Linked DNA regions of Rattus norvegicus: region 2 is linked to region 1. Evidence: chromatin contacts called from public Hi-C data. All regions are on one chromosome and are shown on one strand. The core of a region is the stretch at or near the end of the contact, and the rest is flanking DNA. Distances in the headings are between cores, read along the strand shown.

The links. Hi-C and Micro-C count contacts between places; a contact is called where the count stands out from the background.
Region 2: a Hi-C map of psoas muscle shows a contact between it and region 1, with 2.3 times the contacts expected there. The contact joins the enhancer-like site here to the promoter of Fbxo32 in region 1. A contact is called at or near these places in 2 of 12 Hi-C or Micro-C datasets (mammary epithelial cells and psoas muscle).

Annotation. Positions count from the first base shown.
Region 1 is chr7:91,651,858-91,656,861 of GRCr8, reverse strand. It overlaps Fbxo32 (F-box protein 32), which reads left to right and starts at 2,371. Exons shown (of 9, transcript NM_133521.2): 1 at 2,371-2,722. The coding sequence starts at 2,607.
Region 2 is chr7:91,719,068-91,724,071 of GRCr8, reverse strand. No RefSeq gene overlaps it. Among named protein-coding and RNA genes, the nearest start is that of Klhl38, 32 kb to the left of the region's middle. Within about 2 kb of position 2,276, at least 3 of the 93 cell types and tissues checked have an H3K27ac peak or open chromatin away from gene starts, as enhancers often do.

The DNA.
Region 1 (5,004 bases), core at 1,122-3,621:
ATCAGCTCCCCCCAACAAAGTTCAGACCCAACATTGCCTCATCTCTTAGCCTGCTTGGTGTTTTAACATTTGTTTGGGATCGTCTGCAGGGCTTTTACAAGCCATTTTTATTATTGCTGCACAAATAAATTATTTATGGTGGGAAACCAAAATCAGAAAATCCTGGCTACTTGAAGACAGACTTTATTAAAAACATCTCCTTCCCCCTTGCAACACAGAGCCCACAAGACACACTCAGTTCCTCTGCCTACCCAGCCTCAATGCACAGTGGAAGAGACACTGCCAGAGGCAGGGGTGTGGAAGAAAAGAACTGGAAGCTATTTCTCTAGCATGAAGTTTTTGTTTCTCTGCTACTGCCCAGTGCCATGTAGATCCAAATGAATGTGACTTCCCGGTCTGACTAGTGATGGTGGGAGGCCAGAAGCTACCCTAATGCAGTAGTTCACACAAGAATTGGCTATGGAGAGGCTGGTGAGTTGATTTGGTAGGGAGATGTCATAAGACCCAAAAATTAACCGGCAAGCCCCACCAGCCCAAAGACAAGGACTAGGTAACTTCTTGAAATGCTGGGAGTTGTAGTCCTTGGAAAATAACAAAAGTCACATGAGAAAATATGATGGCCTTAAAAGCCTCTGTAACACGCGTCTAGGAGCCGCTAAACTGGGAATTCTGGAGAGAGGTCCTGACCAAAATTCATCCTGGTCAGTATTTAATTAAAGCTTGCTTCAAATTTGCCTCATCATGGTGGAATTGTTTGTTTGTTATTTTGATTTTGCTTTTTGTGCAAAACAGAATTAACAATGTCTCCATGAGCACAGTGCTTGATGAGCAGTCATGAGGGCCTGAGTTCAGATCCCCAACACCCACGTAAACAAACAAAAACAAACAAACCCATTAAAGCACCTATATCTTTATTCTAGTGCTGGGAGAAAAAAAAAACGAAGAATCTAGGGGTTCATTAGCCTGCCGGTGTAGCCAACAGCTAGCTCTAGGTTCAATGAGTCTGTCTCAAAAATAAATTAGAGTAAGGCCAAAAGCGAACAAGGAAGACACCTGACATTGACCTCTGGTCTCCACATGCGCCCAAATGCACACACACTCAGAGGAGGGAGACAGACAGGATGGTTATGAACGGCCAATTCTGACCCTGGTGGTAAGGCTGAGATGTCTCTAGAATAAAGGAGGGGGGGCTATGTTCTGCATGCCAGAGAGGATCGCTCTGAGTTGAGAAGCCGTCATAAGTCCCTAGGTAATCATAGACTTAACCCCCTCTGAGGACCCGACAGCCTTTCACCTGAAAACCAGAGTATCAGCCAGACAGGCAACCCCCTCGTGCTAGGAGAGTTAAGTACATAACAGGCTCTCTTCCCTGTCTGAAGTGGACATGAAACCCAGGAGGATTTTATAGCTAGAAGCCAGAGGACACCAGGAATTGAACTGGGTAAAGGAAAAGAGAGGAGGGTTCCTGTAGTTCCACAGGATAAAAGCCCAGCCCTGGGGCATGAGAGCCCCTGGGGCATGAGAGCAAGCACAGTGAGCATAGCCAGAGACTCCTTCCGGACTCCGGACTCCGGCCCTGGAGGGTTAGTTCTGGGCCCGGCGCCTTGACGCCAGCGCTGCCTCCTCAGGGTCCCTCAGAGTGGGACCTAAGACTATCTCAGTTCTTCACTTCCACAACATGGGGTCTAGACTCCTCGGGGCCTCTTTTTCCCCCTCCTTTGCCACTGGGGGAGTCGAGTTTGACAGCAAGCGCATCAAATGTCAGCTTTAAGGCGGAAGGGGTGGGGGCAGTCCCTCCCCACTCCTGCCGTACTGGATCCCCTCTTTCACTTAGCACACCCTGGCGCCTGGAGTTGGTACTGGCAGTGAAAGAGGTTCACAGACTGCGCCCCTAACCAGCCCCAGACGCTCTGACCTCCCCCAAGGCTGATCTGCCAGCAAAGATCGGTCCCGCCGTTTCCAGACCCCCTGGGACTGACAGTTCCGAACTTTCTATGTCTGTTTCCTGGTTGCACCTAGTTTGTCCGGGACCCGTAGGGGGGGACGTAGTGCTGAGTGCAAAGCCAGGATCTTAGTGAAGGCAGCTACGCCCGACAGGGGAGTAGGGGAGGTGCAAGAGGTGCCAGGGCACCGAGGGTCAGCGGGACATCTGGCCTAGCCAGGCAGCTTCAAGTTTCCACGGGCGCAAGGTTGTGCAACTGCGAGCAGAGCGAGAGCCGCGGGCGCCTCGGAAAACAAGGCGAGCCCATAAACAAAGCCACGTGGCCTCGGGGCGCAGGGGGGGCCGGGCTAAGAGCAGGAGGCTCTTCCGGCAACAAAGAGACGGGGCAGCGGCCCGGGATAAATACTGCGCTCCGGCAGCCGCGCAGCATTCCCGAAGTCAGGACGCGACACGCGACCCTCCTCAGCGCCTGATCCCCTGCCAGTGCAAGGACCCTCGCGCCCACCCAGGACCCGCAACCCTCCACATCAGTTCCCCGACTCTTGTTCCAGTTGCCGCCTGCGTTCCCTAGCGTCTTCCCAGAGCGGCGCATCCCCTGGGCAAGCCAGGCCGGTTCCTGGCTGTCGATCCGTCCTATCCGTCGGTCGCGTCCGCTCTCGGTACCATGCCGTTCCTTGGTCAGGACTGGCGGTCCCCGGGCCAGAGCTGGGTGAAGACGGCGGACGGCTGGAAGCGCTTCTTGGATGAGAAAAGCGGCACCTTCGTGAGCGACCTCAGCAGGTGAGGACTTCCACAAAACCGATCTTAGCTGTTGGGGGGGGGGGGGGGCAAGGGGGAGGTGCGCACCTCAGGGGCAGGTGAAGAAGGGCAAGCAGCTCTGGGCCAGAATAAAGTAGGGGCTTCCGGCTGAAGGGATAGGAGTGAGGGGCCGGGATTTCTGCAAAGGTCACCAGAATGTGAGAGATGAGTAATTTAGTGTCTCCTACTGATCAAGATCAGTGTCACCCAGAAGAAAAGATTCCATACAGAACCTGGTACCCCTCAATCTGGCAATCGGGGATTATGTTCCTAAACACTTGAACACAGGCGCACAACTCACAGACTCTTCCTTTAGATCCCAGAATCGCACAGTTACTGCTTTAAGCGGTTGCTAGCGACTTGACTGTTTGCCTTTCACTGTCCTGTGACAGGACCCAAAGAGTACAAGAACCGTAGTAGTCACCAGCCGGATGATGGGATTGGTCTTGAGCCCTACCCTGAGTGCATGAAGTCTCTTCCCACGCACAGGCGACGGCTGAGTGGGCCGAGAAAAAAAAGAGTAACTGGGAGGGGCAGAGGATGAACCCTGGGACAACAGCCCTCCTGGGCAGACTTGTGGAATGGGTCTTTGGGGTAAAGCTTAGGGGCTACTGAGGGAGGCAGGAAAGAAATGCGAGAACAATGCTCTGCTTCAGGAAGGCCCAGACACTTGCACCTGTTTCCTCCTTAGCCCTTTCCAGTCAGTCTTTATACGGTGAGCACACTCCCCTCCTTAGTGGTGCTTGCCAGCCGCAGAAAGACCACCCAGACTTGAAGTCTCACCTGAGCTCTGTCATCTAGTGGAAAATCTGAGGTCACAAGTGCCCACTCATAAATTATGAGGTCGAGAATCAATTCCCAACCTGAACAGCTGACTCCCTGAGACACCTGAGGAACTGGTAGAAGTTTGTTTGCAGTTGAGGTCACCTTTAGGTGCTTTCCCCTCCCACTGTCCTTTGGCTAACACCACACACACACACACACACACACACACACACACACCTGCATCCCTAAGCTGACTTCAGCAGAGACTTCTGTGAGTGGGCCAGGTCCCACTGAGTGAGATTTGCCAATGGTTGTTTGAATAAAGCTTTGGCAATTGTCAAGAAACTGTGGTTATGTGCGCAGCGTGACCTCCACTGTCTCCCATTTGTTTGTGATTTGTAATGCTTGAATTCCCTTTGTCTCTTAATGAGGTGAGACAAATCACTGTACTTGGGGCCTTCCAGGAGAATCAAATACATTAGCCTTGTGTTAGGTTCTTTGAGGAAGTCCCAGAGAAGTTTAGAACACTATAAAGACTATAAAGAATAAAGAAATCTTATTCACAGAAAATCAGATAGTCAATCATTGTCTCACCTGACTGTTTTCCAGCGAATGAAGTCAACAGTTATACCTAATACTTTTTCCTCGACTAAGTGAGTAGGGGATACACCAGAAGCTTTCTCCTCCTTGGAACCAACTATCTTAGGAGCCCGAATCTAATACCCCAGTTCTTTGTTCCTGTATAAAAAGCTTAGGTTTGCTGGGGATTTAGCTCAGTGGTAGGGCGCTTACCTAGGAAGCGCAAGGCCCTGGGTTCGGTCCCCAGCTCCGGGGAAAAAAAAAAAAAAGAAAAAGAAAAAAAAAGCTTAGGTTCTTTCCAGGGTGACGATGCAGGGGTCCAGCCCACTGCATCACAATGACTTGTCCCACTAAAACAGGATAACAGCCCACTGTGTTTCAGCAAGCTGGGAACTAAAATGGAGAAATCCCAGTTCATCTGGTCGCTCACTCCATCCTTGCTCCAGGAGACAGAAATAGGGACACCTCACTCTCCCTAATCCAAAAGATCTGAAGAGGAGTTAAACCTGCCTCTGAGGCCTGGTGGTGATGGAGGCCTTTAATCCCTGTACTTGGGAGGCAGGGGCAGCTGAATCCCTGAGTTCGAGGCCAGAGTTGAGTTTCAGGACAGTCAGGGCTACACAGAGAAACCCTGTCCTTTTGTCCCTCCCTGATCCCCTTTCTTTTCTTGAGTGTCACACCTGTGAGCTGAAGCTATCACTCTCAGTCATCATGGTCCCAACAGTGATCAATACCAAAGCCACCTGCGGTTCTCTGCTGAGTCACAGTTGAGGAATGATTTGGTCATCTGCCTCAGCAAAGCAGCTGACTGTCTGCAGGGGATTTTCCCCCCCAGCAACCATAAACAATGCCCTCCTTCCATAGCAGAAGAGCCTGCCAACTTCTCAAAAGCAGTGGCCTTCTGAGTCTGGGTTTGTGAT
Region 2 (5,004 bases), core at 1,027-3,526, 67 kb before region 1:
ATTTGGTCAACCAGCTCTGATGTTCTTTAAAGAACACAATGCTATTTCCATCCTCCCATGACTATGGCTGTCCCGGGATGATTTCTTGCAGGAGCAACACCCTGGCTCTCTTCAGTCTGGACCTGGAAAATGTTTTTGGCATCTTCACAGAGACAAGAAAAGAGGACAGAGAGATGGAAAGCAGCGTGCAGATGTTTACGTACAGACAGTGCAATGGGATGTTAAGCTCAGGAGAGAACTTAATTCCAAAATTGGAACCAAAACATAGTTCAGAAGCTCTGTTGGCCTTGGGACGATCGGCCTCTAAAGGGTGTGGCTGTGGGTACCACTTGCTGTTTACAGACTTGCCCTCTGCCTTCCATGCTCATGTGACTTTCTGTATCCGAGATTAGACACCATGATCTTGTTACCTGGGCTGCAGAAACGCAAACAATTCCAAGTCTCTGAAGCAAGACTTTAGGAAGGAGGCCTGCAGGAGCACCATGGGTACTTTTATATCCAGGGAAATGTACATTGCATGCACACTAGGGTATGCCCAGAAGAAAGTACTGACCTGTGCACTGCAAAATGCTAATGTAGGGGGTTGGAAGAGGGCCAGTCAGTAAAGTACTTGCTGTGCAAGAGAGAGGACCTGAGTTCAAACCTTCAGTACTCTTGTAAGAAAACAAACAGTAACAAAACACAACAAACAGGCACAGTAGTGATCGTCTGTTAATGCTTATGCTCAGTTTGCAGGCTGGCCAGCCTAACCAATCAGCAAGGCTTAAATTCAATTAAATAAATAAATAAATAAATAAATAAACAATCAAATGGAAAGCAATTGAAGGAGACCCCCGATGTAGACCTCTGGCCACCACATACTTTACACATACAGGCTCACAAATGCTCATTCGCACACTGGAATATAAACACAGGAACACTTACACATGAGTTAATGTTATAAAAACTGAACAAAGCCAGAGGGGCTGGGTCAAACTAAGGGACATGAAAGACATGGCCATTGTGTGCAATGCATGATGGTCTTCATTGCAGTTGGGCTGGGAAGGAGGAAGAGAGACATGATGGGGTGGTTGCAGAACTGAATATGGACTATTAGCTAGTAATGTTGAGCCAAAGTTAACATCAACTTCAACACTGTGCTGGAAGTCTTTTTAAAATGGCAATGGCTAAACCATATATAAAGACAGAAATTTAACCCCGATCTACCACAGTCTACCCAGGAAAGCAACCTCACACCTCTGATAATCAGCCCAGGAAGTCATATAATTATTCACTGTGACCTTGTCAGAAGCCACATAGCCACTCCTCGTGACAGTCCAAGAGAGGAAACAGTAGGTAGCTTCTATACTGATCCCAAATGGCTAGGTCTCCATGAGTAACTGACAGCTTCCTTGTATTTAATCCTATATCCCATTTAGGATCAACCAGACAGAGCCACCTGCAGCTCTCCTAGGCCCACCTCATCTCCCCTGTCCACTCCAATGTAGTCTCTGCCAAAGAGACAGAGCTTCACTTCCTCACCAAAGGATCATTAGCCCTTGCTTTGCTCATTGGCTCAGTCCCTGCTTCTATGTCTCAGCAATGTGTCAGTGTCTCGAGAACACCGTGGTTTACTGGGAAGGTGTGCCAGAGTGTTTGCTTGTAAAGAGTCTGCCCTCAATCCTCAAGTGATTCAGGAAAGAACATACGTCTATACAGACAGAAATAAAGTAAATAGGACAGTGGATTAACAACTCGTGTATCCAGGCTAATTTTCAAAGTATGAACTTATTCCTGAATAAGAAGAGCTTTAAGGTGTCTCCACTTGATTATGAACCAAGGAAGCTCTGTGTTTCTTCCTCTGTGTGGTTCATCCTTGCAGAACCACAATGCAAGAAGATCAGGCCCATCGACTTGTTGCAGAGGAAATAGTCCTATGTCTCACCCAACATACACCATGCCTAGATCTCTCTGGTGGTCATTTGGTCATATTGTTGAGTACATAGAGCAGTGGGTACTAACCTGTGGCTTGTGTATCGATTCTTACAATATGATTCACAACAGTAGCAAGATTACAGTTATGAAGTAGCAACGAAGTAATGTTATGGTTGGGGGAATCACCCCAACATGAGGAGCTGTATTAAAGGGTCGCAGCTTTGGGAAGTTGAGAACCACTGACATAAAGAATCTCAAAGCTATCTCTTTTTTTCACCCTTGAGTCTATGATACATGATCTAACAGACTGGGGATTTCGAGGCTATCTGGAGGCTGGCCATTCTCTTCTTACTGTTAAGCTGTTCTTGGAACTGGCTGGTGTATCAGTCACTGTGGCTGGTGTAAGTGTCAGTTACCGTCCACGGTTGTTACCTATCTATCCCCTAACCTTGCCTTCAGACCCTTCCTCCCACATTGCAGCCGTAAGCTGTCCTATTACGTCTGAGCCCCTCTTATTCATGAATACAGCAGTTCTGTACCTCAGTCATTGAGATAGCAAAGAAGCCTGGAAGAACACCATGCTGTTCCTGTGCCCCAGATGCTTCATTGTTCCCACCCCAGATGCTTCATTGTTCCCACTGGAGCCTGGGCTTTCTCGTCTGCTTGGTTTTGCATGCTTGTTTTCTATCCCCATCCCCATTCCCACCCCACCTCCCTGGAGTATTCTCAAATGTATGCAGCTGAGATGGAGAATTACTTCCTTCATAATTGTTTACAGGAAACATATTCTGAAGAGCTTAGGAATAAAGGGGTGTCTGCCCGCAACCCTCAAATGGTTATGAAAAATATATTTATATAAAGGGGTGTCTGCCCTTAACCCTCAAATAGTTATGAAAAATATATTTATATCTGTAGAGAGGGGAAGGAGGAAGTGAATCATGTATCCATGAAGCTCTTTCTTCCAGATTCTCCATTACTTTAGGGACATACATGATTGTCCATACAGTTTGATCTCACTAAAAGACCCCACACAGAAGCTCCTGACCTGAGAGAGTGGTGATCTGCTTGGCCTTTACAACAGTAATTTATCTTGAAGTCTTTCCCAACAACAAATTAAGGAGAGATGAGAAGGCCAACAACAGGCAAAGCTTATCACTGTGATTTCCCATCTATAAACTCCCAGCTCGTATTCACAAACACCCCCAGCACAGGAACCAGTCCCTTGTGACCGTGCAAGTTGCTACAAGACGGAAAACAACAGGTTGTTCATCCAGATGTAGTTATAAGATACGGAAAGTACGAGGAGCAAAGACATGATGAAATCGCCTCCGATTTACAGCAACAGGTGGCAACCTCTGAGGAGGCATAGACTTGGTCATCTGGCCTCTTGTATACACAGCAGGGGAACAAGGAGACCCAGCACCAAGGAGTCTGTTGTAAGTGCTGTGGCTAACATTCAGAACTGTCGGGGAGGGGCACAGAGATATGGGGAAAGCATGCATGTGCCTACATGGCTCTCTGCCCAAATACTCGTACATATCACAGAGGGGGGCTTCCAGGCACTCCTCCTATATCTTCAACCCCCAGCCCAGTAAAATTAGTAACTGTAGATAGGGCCTCAGCCTTATTTTTAGAAGCTTCCAAGACAAAAGCACTGTGTGCTTGACTTTGAGAATGGCCTCACAGAGCATTCTCTTATCTCCTGAGCCAGGCAGGACACTAAGTCCCCGTGCCTCCAGCCTTCCAAGCCAGGCTCTGCAGACCTCTTACATCTTCTTTCTTTTCCTTTCACTATACAGGTGAAGCTGGCCATTAACTCCTGATCCTCCCTACATACGTGTATATGCACACACCCATCCGATCACAAACACACAGGCCAGCAGAGCAGGTGTCTCAGCAAACGCGTCAACGCACTGTGGTTTCCTACACACAAGCCGTTTTCCTAACCGCACCAGATAGGCCTCTGGACGTCCCGGAAACAGCAACGGTGTCCAGTTCAATAAAAGCACCGCTGCATAAAATGCTGGTTGATTTATTTGGTCAAAACTATAAGGCAGAGTCGAGGCTCGGTGTGCTCTTGTGGTTAGTTCCTGATATTAAGAATCACACCTAGAATCCGTTTGCTTGTTTTGAGACAAGGTCTAATATAGCCCATGCTATCCCGAAGCTCATTCTGTAGCCAAAGCTGGCCCTGAACACCTGAACGCCCTGCTTCCAGCTTCCGAGTGCTAGGACTATAGGCCGCCACGCTTGGTTCATATGAGCTTGGAGACGTTAAATTAATTGCTTAAAGCCTTTTTAGAGCTTAAGGCCTTTACTCTCAAATCTCAGTTTCTGTACCAACAAATGGGAATAATATTAATATCCAAATCATAAAGCTGTTAGACAAGAAAAGGGAGGCTTCCTGAGAGACATCTACCACTAGTCACTGCTGTGGACCGAAGTACGCTCTAAAACTCTTAAAGCCCCACCAAAAGCCCTACGCAAGCATGCGTTTCATCGTTTCTAAACTGTGACTTTGATAAGTTAAAATGGTCTCCAGTTCGGACAAGGCCCACTACGGTGTGGTTTGCTACTGAGAATCCAGGGTCCTGTCTGTGTAACCTTGAACCTCTGACTGATTATTCTCTTGTTAAAAGAATCAGCGGGCAGGAAAGAGAGCTCAGTGATTACAAGATTATAATATTCTTGCAGAGGACCGAGCTTGGTTCCCAGTGCTCCCATAAGGTGGCTTACAACATACTGTAACTTGAGAGGATCCGAAGCTCTCTTCTAGAGTCCAAGGATACTGTGCTCATGTGCATAAACCTACATACAGATGCACACATATATACATCATTAAAAATAAAATCTTCTTTAAGAAGATAAGAATAGTCAGCCATGATTAATCAGTCAGTCTGGGCTCACTGGTTTCTATCTCTTATTACAATAGGAGCTAAATCAGGCAGCAAAAACGTCAAGGTCATGTCTAGAGATCAACACTCCAGTATCCAGAGAGTTTGGAGTCCCTCCGAGTATTCAAGATGCTCATCGTCCACCCAGAAGATTTCAGAGTGAATGATATCAGAATCACCTATAGAATCTGTCACA